Linked DNA regions of Zea mays: regions 2 and 3 are each linked to region 1. The links are chromatin contacts, called in public Hi-C maps. All regions are on one chromosome and are shown on one strand. Each heading gives the region's core, a stretch centred on a gene start, on an enhancer-like site or on the middle of the called end of the contact. The rest is flanking DNA. Distances are from core to core; before and after follow the strand shown. Region 1 holds the start of LOC103631276 (E3 ubiquitin-protein ligase RGLG2). Region 2 holds the start of LOC114574140. Region 3 holds the start of LOC100273332.

Region 1 (3,116 bases), core at 382-2,881:
AACTGAAGCGAAGTACGAAATTGAATATAGTGACAAGCATACGATTTTCATATTGCTTAATACATGGCAGTAATAAAAAGTGAGCAATAGAGCTCTTGTGGAAATATTTTTTGGAAGAAATAATCCTACAAGCATAGTTTCTTCCAAAATTCACAAAGGATAACTGAACCAAAAGATAAACAGTGCCATTCCACCAAGCTAGTGGAAGCTACAAACCGAAAGTAACAACGCAGATGAGAGCAGCAGTAAAAGATGTGGTGGCCATGCCACCAAGACATACCTGGCTCAAAGAACGGTAGTCATCACCGATCTTGGAATACTTCCTCTGCAACCTGGCATGTGTCTCCGGCTGTACACTGTTCTCCGAAGAAGGCGCGTACCTGACGCTATAACTGGAGGACGAATTCCCAGTGTTTCTCGAGGTGTATCCCGATGAAGCACTCCCGTAATCATAAGAAGAGTAGCCATATCCATGTGAAGGCTTGGAGTCCTTTTGCCCCATTCCTCAGCTTGTGCCTCTGGATGACTCCAACACCCAGATGATCTTCCTGGTAAGTATAAATAAAGGAAAGGAAAACATCAGTGTACTCGTCGGACACCTGGAATGATTCGCCAAGAAAAAAGGTGGAATAAAGCATATACAGTAGCCTATCTAGGAAAAAACAGCTTTCTCTTGAATTTTCGACGGAACTTTGCCGGGAATCCGTTGCCGATAACGGGCATACCTCCTACCTGATCGAGTATCGACCATTGTAAGATTCAAAAAGAAGAAGAAGCGTGGGCCAGTTCATATACAAGACGATATCCAAGGGTGGCTGAACGAAATTCGATTTCGGCATGGCATATATGCATACAACATACATAGATAGTATAATTATACAAATCAAATACTAGCTAGGAACGAACACTGGACGAACTCACCAGACTCGATTTGATCCGCACACACCGCCTAAGCCAATCGCGAATTCGGCGTCCTCGCTAAGAGGAGGAAAAAAAGAGAGATGATGCGGGAGGGGATATGAGAGAAGTGGGTACTGGGGAGGGGATCAGGGGAAGTGGGTGGTAGATGAGGACAAACTGCTGGCGTGAGATATCGTAACCGCCGCCGCTCTTGCTACTCCACGAGTTCCGACCACCGAACCAGCAATCCACGGGGCTCGGACTCACTCACCTCCGCTCTTGCCCCGTGCCTTCAAGGAGCGCGCGCCTCCACACCGCTCCGCGACGAGAGCGAGGACGAGGAAGAGGACGACGGGAGTGAGGCGGGCAGCGCACCGGATGAAGCGAGGCGCAGGCGCAGGCGCAATGGGGTGGGGGCAGGCAATCACACCGCAGCGGATACTATGATCGATCGGAAGAAAATTAAAGCCTCCCCACAGGGGAAGTGAGGTCAAGTCAATTACTGCTCAAGCCGGAGGCAATGCCGCAATTTCTATTCTGCAGCGGCGGAGGTGGGTGGGTGGAGAGGTTTCTTGTCCACCGGTTCTCTGACCCCGCTGCTGGGAAAACGACGCACGGCGGAGGAAGCTTCGGCGCGGGAGAGGAGAAGACTAGGATTTTTTTGGCCGCGATCACCAGGCCGAGCTCAACACGTTTTGCTGGTGGTGATTGGTGTGTTATCCACTGGCACTGACACAGAAAGTCTGTTGCGATTGCGAGATGTATATGCATTAAAAGCTCGGCTCGTGATAAAAACATATACTTACAAAAACATATACTTACGCTTTAAATTAAAGCTAGCTGTTACAGCTGTAAATTATATAGACAAAAACGCTGGAAAGAGAATTAGATACGAGCAAACACTCATTATGCACCGTGCATCGGTGCATGTCTAGAAGGATAAACGTAAAAAAGCTACATACTACTAAAACATTAAAAACTTGATCCCGCATGAAAACATCTGAATGCTCTAGATAGATCCTAAAACGTGTTCAAGAATTTAAGTTTTAACTAATACGTATAAAATAGTTGTTGGTATAATGTTTATACGTTCGCAAATATCTATTAATGAATAATTATTAATTTCTTCGTTTTGTATTGCAGTACGTTGAATCCAAGTGCAATATAAAAAACGATGAATAAATAAGGTTTTAGAGGGCCAAATTTAGAGGTCGGTCGATGCTGGAGACGAAGTAAATATAGAAAACAAAATTTTGTAAAGAATATTGAATATTTTTTAAATTTAGAAATTTTGCGGGAGAGCCTCACAACTATAAGGCTGGTGGCAGTGTGGGTGGCAGCGCGGGCGAGAAGAGGCCGCTGCCGCCCGCGCGCGGGCGAGAGGCGAGCGAGAGGCCGGCGCCGGACGATGGCGCTCGCGCCCGGCGAGAGCGGGCGGTATCGCCTCGCTCTCGCTCGCGCTGGAGCGCCCGCCCGGGCGAGAGGGAGGCGAGGCACTGGCGGGGCGAGAGCGCGGGCGAGAGCGACGTGGCGCGATCTGATTGGTCCACGTGTGCTAGCCGTTACAACTAGCCGTTTTTGACCGTTTGGAGTCCAAAAAATTTGAAAAAATTGCAAAAAATCACAAATTTCATCCCCAATCCCTCTATATATACCCCTACCCGGGTGGAGCTCATTCCACACACCATTCCATCTCATTTTTCTTTTCCAAACTCCCCTTTCTTCACACAATGTCGGGTTGGTCCCCAGATTTGAACACCTTCACGGATCTCTTGCAGTCCGATGGGTCACCTACAACCCTTCCGTTAGATGAGTCTTCTTCACTACATCGTCGTTCCGATGTTTCAGCCTCACTCCACCGTGTACTATTTCCGGCTGCGCCTCCACCACCATACCCTTATCCCTATCATTTGTATCAATATCCACCGTCTTCATATGGTCAACCTCCAACTTCCCAAGCCGGAATTCAAGCCTCATTCCCGGTACGTCCGTATGCCCCTCCCCCACCTGCTGCGGAGGGAAGTCAAGCTTCTTTCCAGATACCTCCATACGCCCCTCCTCCATATGCTCCACCTCTGTATGGAGTACCTCCTTATGCTCCATATGCTCCACCTCCGTATGGAGCACCTCATCCATATGCTCCACCTACGTATGGAGCACCTCCTCCAGTTGCACCTTTATCTGTTGGATCTGAAAACCAAGCTGAGGAAAATCCC
Region 2 (3,116 bases), core at 465-2,964, 140 kb before region 1:
GGTGTGTATATGTACTTATGTGACTTTATTTTATGGAGTACGTTCATTCTACAATGTAAAGCTATAAACAAATGCAATGGAATATTTTAGTATTTCCTTAATAAATAATCATTGTTATTATAATTATGCATCTTTTTCTGTTATGTGAATATTTTCTAGTTCTTAGTATTTTGTTGGCTTGTAACTACTGAAACTCAACTTCCATTGTTTTTAGCAGCAGCAGCAGTAATAATAATAATAATATTAAAAAATTCTACTACTACTACTACTAATAATAATCTTGTAGGATTCCCTTATCGAAATGACTGGCCCTAAGCGAGGCATCTCAATGGTTTCCTCTGTACTTGTTGAGTTTGATATGAGGATAAAGAATGGAGATCGAGAAGAAGATGATCTACAGCTCATTGATGGAATGATAGACTATTCTGAGCTAAGGACACCATGCTGGCCACCATTCACATATCGCATAAACGGTGATTGTGGTGCGGTTGACATGACTGTAGCCCGCATTTTATGCGGAGTGGAGGCCACGATAGAAGTTTTCATATCAGAAGTGCATGCGCAGGAAGGTGTCCGTTTGTCTCTCAGTTCGTTTGTTTTTGTCAGTGATTCAGAAGAAGAAGAAATTCAGCTCTTCAATGGCATTGTTGGTGAGTCAAGTGGCTTAAGATACGCGGTTGCTGTATTCGAGGATACTTGGATGCATTTGAAGTTCAAAGTGGGTAAAAACAATGACTTAAAAGACGACGCTGAACGCTGTATTCCCATTGAAGTAAACACTCATGGATGTGTGAGTAAAAAAGTAAACTTTGATCTCGCCTCTATGTCGGTGAAGGTGACTTGGTCGACTTTGACAAACCAAATTCCAGGTGCTCTTTGTGACCTGTTTCATATCCATTTCTTATTAGTTGTGTGTGTGTGTTTTTTTTTAATTAGATGAATGTCTACTTGACTTGTATTGGTTTTGTGCTTGACCTTATGTGTCTTTTATATTTCAGTGAGTAGCATACAATATGCTAAGCATGGCTTACTAATTATTCTCTCCCATCTAAATCTTTGATTGCAGCGTGGATATCAGGCATCGATTTCAACACCATGTGATTTGTTCACTCCGTTTCTACATGTACGAGAAATATTTGGTGCTCATCAAATACAAGATTGCAAGCCAATGAGTTGTGTCAATTACTAGCTAGTTTCCTATTACTCTGATTAAGAGAAGCTATTGTTATTTATTTTCTTTTATTGTCAATTACAAGATTAGAACAGAACCAAAATAAATTTTCCATAGGAATTCCTCATCCGTCTTTATGGAACAGAAATAAGGTCTGGGCACTTATCATCTTGGAAAAATTCCTTTTTGTCAATATTCAACTAAAGACACGAGGCAAAACCTCACCCTTGATAGCTCAAACAATCTATGATCGACTCAAACAATTTGGGAAATCTAAGTAACATATTTTCCGCAGCACAATTAAGTATTATTTTTCCTGGTAAAACGACAGGATACATTTTCGAGAGCCCAAATATAAACTGGCCTCAAAATAGTGACTCCAGCTCCGGCTCAGCAGCTTAGCTGCTCATGCACACGAATGGATATCTGATCCACAAGTAGCGTGAATACACGATAAAAATAGCTATTCCGATCTTTAAATAGGCTTTTGCATGGATAAATCGCTCGCTTTAGCTCCACCACCTCTCGCCATTTCGTTACTGCTATGCTACAGCAACATATAACCCATAGAGATAATTCAGTAGATCTAGTAGTTTAACTCCATAATTGTTGGATTTCAATACATTCAGGGTAAGTAAATCTTATGCGCGCTTTTAGTTTACTTTCTTTTGCTTCGATTCAAGTGTGTAATAAACGTGTTGGCTGCATCCTTGAACCAGTTCTTGCTAATTTGATCGGTTTTAAATGTTTTGTGATGGAATCGGTTGGACTGTGGACCGAGGCCGGCGAATCAATCAAGAACGCCACCTCTCCTAGGTTAGGGCGTGTTGGACCTGCCATGGGGGACAGGCCGGCGCCGATCGAGAAGGTCGCGGTGCCGGAGAAGATGGCCTTGTTCCTCCACGCCGCCGTCACGTCACCGGGACACCAGCAGCAGCACGGCGCCTCGTCGCACGAGGCGCCCGCCGCCGCGAACATCACGCCGCGGACAACAACAGCCAGGAATAAGCAGCAGCACCTGCCGGTGAGCCCCGGGGCGTGCCTCTGCTCGCCGACCGTGCACGAGGGCTCGTTCCGGTGCAGGCTCCACCGCGGCAGCGGCAGCGGCTCCGGACTCCACGAGATGAAGATGAGCAAGAAGGCCGGCGTATGACGACGCGACGCAGCGGGCGGCGACAAGCGTTCGTACTACGCCTTACCGCAAATGCGCAGGTGCCTTTGCCTGCATTTCGGCCTCTGTTTTTCCCCCCTCATTTGTTTTCGCTGCATACAGTAATACAGAAGGGGAAGAGTACCTTTTTTTGTTCCTTGTACATACCTTTCCTTGTAAAGGGTCTGTCATGTCGATGATGACTTCTTGCCACTCTTGAAGCTCATGAAACACAAGTGGAGGCCAAGTTTACCTAAGACATAAAACAACACGAATGCTGTATTACCTGTTGATCACTTGTTCTCAGTTGTTGTGGATCAAGAATCAGACAACACAATTGTTATACATTAAGGACTTTGTCCTTCGAAGCATTATCTGCTTTCGGATATATATAATGATCTTCAGATGAAGGTCATGAAAAACACGTATTCATCGTTCATCATTCATATAAGATAAAAGTCCTATACATGCGAGATGTATTATCCATTCATATAGTCATTTCATGATAAATATATATACATTATCAGAATTTATATTACCCTAATACCTTCGGCTTGTTCGAAGGTGATGACGCAAGAGCGATTACAATCCAACGTGAACAGTATAAGAGGTACTGTTCATCTATTTATATGCAACCGTGAGGCTTTGTACATTATTACATTCATGCCATTAATATCTATATACAAAGATTACAAGATGTTACAAGGGAAATATCGCCATTTGTATTCATCAACTTGAGCAACACCTTCTCCTTACGTTGTCTACCCGTTCCACCATGATGAAGTCTGTTGGACG
Region 3 (3,237 bases), core at 707-3,206, 220 kb before region 1:
GAGCCCTGGGTCGGGCGAAGTGGAGCTTCCTATGGTGCCTGAGGACGGGCCTGACTGCCTGTCAGCCTCACTCTGTCAAGTGGCACTGCAGTCGGTACGGCGCAGACGGCGCTGTCCTTCTGTCAGGCCGGTCAGTGGAGCGGCGAAGTGACTGCGGTCACTTCGGCTCTGTCGACTGAAGGGCGCGTGTCAGGATAAAGGTGTCAGACCACCTTTGCATTAAATGCTCCTGCGATTTGGTCGGTTGGCGCGGCGATTTGGTCAGGGTTGCTTCTTGGCGAAGACAGGGCCTCGGGCGAGCCGGAAGTATGTTCGTCGCTGGAGGGGGACTTCGGGCGAGGCGGAGATCCTCCGGGGTCGGCTGCCCTTGCCCGAGGCTAGGCTCGGGCGAGGCGTGATCGAGTCCCTCGAATGGACCGATCTCTGACTTAATCGCACCCATCAGGCATTTGCAGCTTTGTGCTGATGGGGGTTACCACCTGAGAATTAGAAATCTTGAGGGTACCCCTAATTATGGTACCGACAAATATGGATAAAGATAGGATACTAAGTACATAGACTCAGATACGTACCATATCTCATGCCAATTCGAATACGGACGAATGTAGCCTACTGTCCCTGTCCTATCCATCGAGTCTAGGAAAAAGTATGCAAGGCGGTTTTCTTAAACGGACTGCATACAGGTCTTATGGGCCAGGCCAGGCCCAGTGTCATCTGGCAACCTGTTGTACCGGTAGGCTTGGGCCTGTATAGAACTGTGTAAAGTCTGGGCTCGCGAGTCTCTGCAGGTGATGGGCTGTCAGCTGGTCCGAGCTCGAGGTTGAAGAGAAATACAGAGATGTCATATGTGGTATACATACAAAGCATGTCACGTCACCTACACGTGGCTCCACGGCACACACGTTTCGCTAGCTGTGATTGCCACGTGTAGCAGAAACAGACGGCCGATTATGGGTACAGAAAAACGAAGAGTGCAAAAAAAAAATGAAACCGTGATATAAACAATATCGTCATCATCGTCACCGTTCATTCATCAGATAAACAAATGGTGGTGGTAGTAGTACTGTGACACAGGAGAGAAGCAGCAGCAGCAGCAGCTATGGGCGGCTGCTCCTAGATGACTAGTAGATGTGGATGTGGTGCCGGCCATGACAGCATGGACCGATAATGTTAAGTAAACGGGCCGCCCGTCGTCTTGTCTGAGCTGGATGGATTAGGATTAGCACAGACTAATCCCTCCCGCCCGCCACGTCATAGGGCCCCACCTCAATTATTATTGCTGCAAGCACCCACTGCTAGTCTGCTACAGTTCTTCCTTCTCCTCCTACCAGCTCCACCGCTGGTTCTCGTTGCCGTCGGCGTCGGTGGCCGGCGGCAGCTGCGAGTAGAAGTCGAGGTCGATGTCGTCGGCCCTCTTCCTGCGCCCGCCGTCGCCGTAGTAGTGGAAGAGGGCGGCGCCGCCGAGGACGGCGAGCGTGAGCGCCTGCGCGTGCATCCTGGCGTGGATGAGGCGCAGGCCCGTGCCCCGCTGCGGCGCCTTCCTCCGGCTGTACGCCACCGAAGTGCCCACCGCCGCAGCCCACACGCCTCCTGGGCGCGCGCGCGCACATAGACAGGCAGACAGCTAGCGGTTTCAGTTTCAGTTTCAGCAGAAGATCATCGACGGAAACGGAACACTAAGCAGCAGTTGTGGATATCTGCAACAAGGTCGCTCGCTGGCTGAGACTGACTCACCGATGGCTGCGAGCTCGTGGTCCTTCACCCAGGACTGCACCGACGAGCTTATCCGCTCCACCGTTGACTCCATCGACACGGACGGACGGATCTCGGTTCCCTCCCTGCCTGTCTCTGATGCGGGGGGTCGGATGCGACTCCTGCTTTTGTTGGACGGTTGGTTGATACTAGAGTTCTTGGAAGGGGCGGGGTGGGATTGGATTGGATTGGATTGAATTGAACTGATGATGAGTCTGAGTGCAAGGCCGTGTCTCGACTAACTTATAGCTGAACGGACGAGTGGAACCAGTGGCTGCCCTGCCCACTGGAAGCCTGGGAACGGGGAGGGAGGGGAACCAAACCGGAGGCCCCCGCCTTCTGTTTTGTCTTCTTCGTTCCTGCTGGCTCGGCTCCTGGTTTTCCAGGCCGCTTGTGGTTTCAGGCAGGGCAGGCTGCTCTGCCAGTTTCAGCTCAACGGATATTTCGTCTTCTTTATTAAAGAAAACGAAAACTCAACTAACATTCCTGCCAGCTATCGACTCTTTTTTTTTCTTCCCCACTCTGACACGACTTATTACCAACATATAATAAAATGATACCTCGCCTTGAAATAAAGGTTTATTTATCTGAAACTTCTCTCCCTTCAGTTACTTCGTTATATGGATTCGAATTAGCCACCGGAAGGCAGTTTTTTTGGTATTATATATATATATATATATATATATATATATATTAAAAACCCCCGTTTGAATCTTTGGTGGGACTATTATCGCATTTGGATCATGTGGTAATCTATAGCGCCGATCGATGCAAGTGCCATCGAATCTGCACATATGCTTAGTACTTCACATTTCTTCAGCTACTAATCATAGGAATCATGTAAGATACTGGGTTGATGGCACCCCACCCTTCAGGGCTTGTTCGGTTATTTTCAATTCATATGGATTGAAGGGGATTGATATGGATTGGAGGGGATTTTGACTTAGTAGGGATTGAATCCCCCTCAATCCCACTCAATCCATATGGATTGGGGTATAACCGAACATGGCCTCACAGGGGAGAAGAATGCTGATCCAAACAATCCCTTGCGCGGGATTTGATGTGACCAACAGCGTCAATGTACAACTTGACCAGATCTGCCTACAGATGTAGTGTCATGCGCTGACATCCTCACTTGTGGCAGCACATGAGTCTGTTGTAGCAACAAGAAAAAAACTTGAACATTAGAGGTAGCAAATTGACGGCAGAAGTGTCTATGTAGCAAAAGTACGAGAACCTCTTCATGTTTAAGAGATTATTATGATATTTATAATACTGGACCTAAACAAAACTCAGGAAGTACTAAATCAAGTCAAAACTCTCTAACATTCAAAGATGCCAAAATCCTTCTCCAATTTATTCCAATCCAAACAATAGTAAAGGCTCACAGTTTCTATTTCAGTTAGGAGGGTCTACTTGGGTCGTCAACCTGGGAAGGCAAGAGTCAATGACAGCAAGAAACTCACTAAGTACTGCTGTCAGGGC

The links. A called contact is a pair of places that touch in the nucleus more often than the background predicts.
Region 2: a contact with region 1 is called in a Hi-C map of bundle sheath, with 5 times the contacts expected there. The contact joins the promoter of LOC114574140 here to the promoter of LOC103631276 in region 1. A contact is called at or near these places in 8 of 25 Hi-C or Micro-C datasets (bundle sheath, ear, endosperm and 2 more).
Region 3: a contact with region 1 is called in a Hi-C map of leaf, with 4 times the contacts expected there. The contact joins the promoter of LOC100273332 here to the promoter of LOC103631276 in region 1. A contact is called at or near these places in 3 of 25 Hi-C or Micro-C datasets (all in leaf).

Annotation. Positions count from the first base shown.
Region 1 is chr6:110,150,526-110,153,641 of Zm-B73-REFERENCE-NAM-5.0, reverse strand. LOC103631276 (E3 ubiquitin-protein ligase RGLG2) reads right to left here and starts at 1,631. Exons shown (of 12, transcript XM_020539385.2): 1 at 1,404-1,631; 2 at 281-548. The coding sequence starts at 502.
Region 2 is chr6:110,290,530-110,293,645 of Zm-B73-REFERENCE-NAM-5.0, reverse strand. LOC114574140 reads left to right here and starts at 1,714. Exons shown (of 2, transcript NM_001369711.1): 1 at 1,714-1,801; 2 at 1,891-2,611. The coding sequence starts at 1,926. The coding sequence ends at 2,324. It overlaps LOC100278599, which reads left to right. Exons shown (of 5, transcript NM_001369712.1): 3 at 1; 4 at 287-869; 5 at 1,067-1,364. The coding sequence ends at 1,101.
Region 3 is chr6:110,369,584-110,372,820 of Zm-B73-REFERENCE-NAM-5.0, reverse strand. LOC100273332 reads right to left here and starts at 1,956. Exons shown (of 2, transcript NM_001147773.1): 1 at 1,735-1,956; 2 at 1,000-1,590. The coding sequence starts at 1,807. The coding sequence ends at 1,325.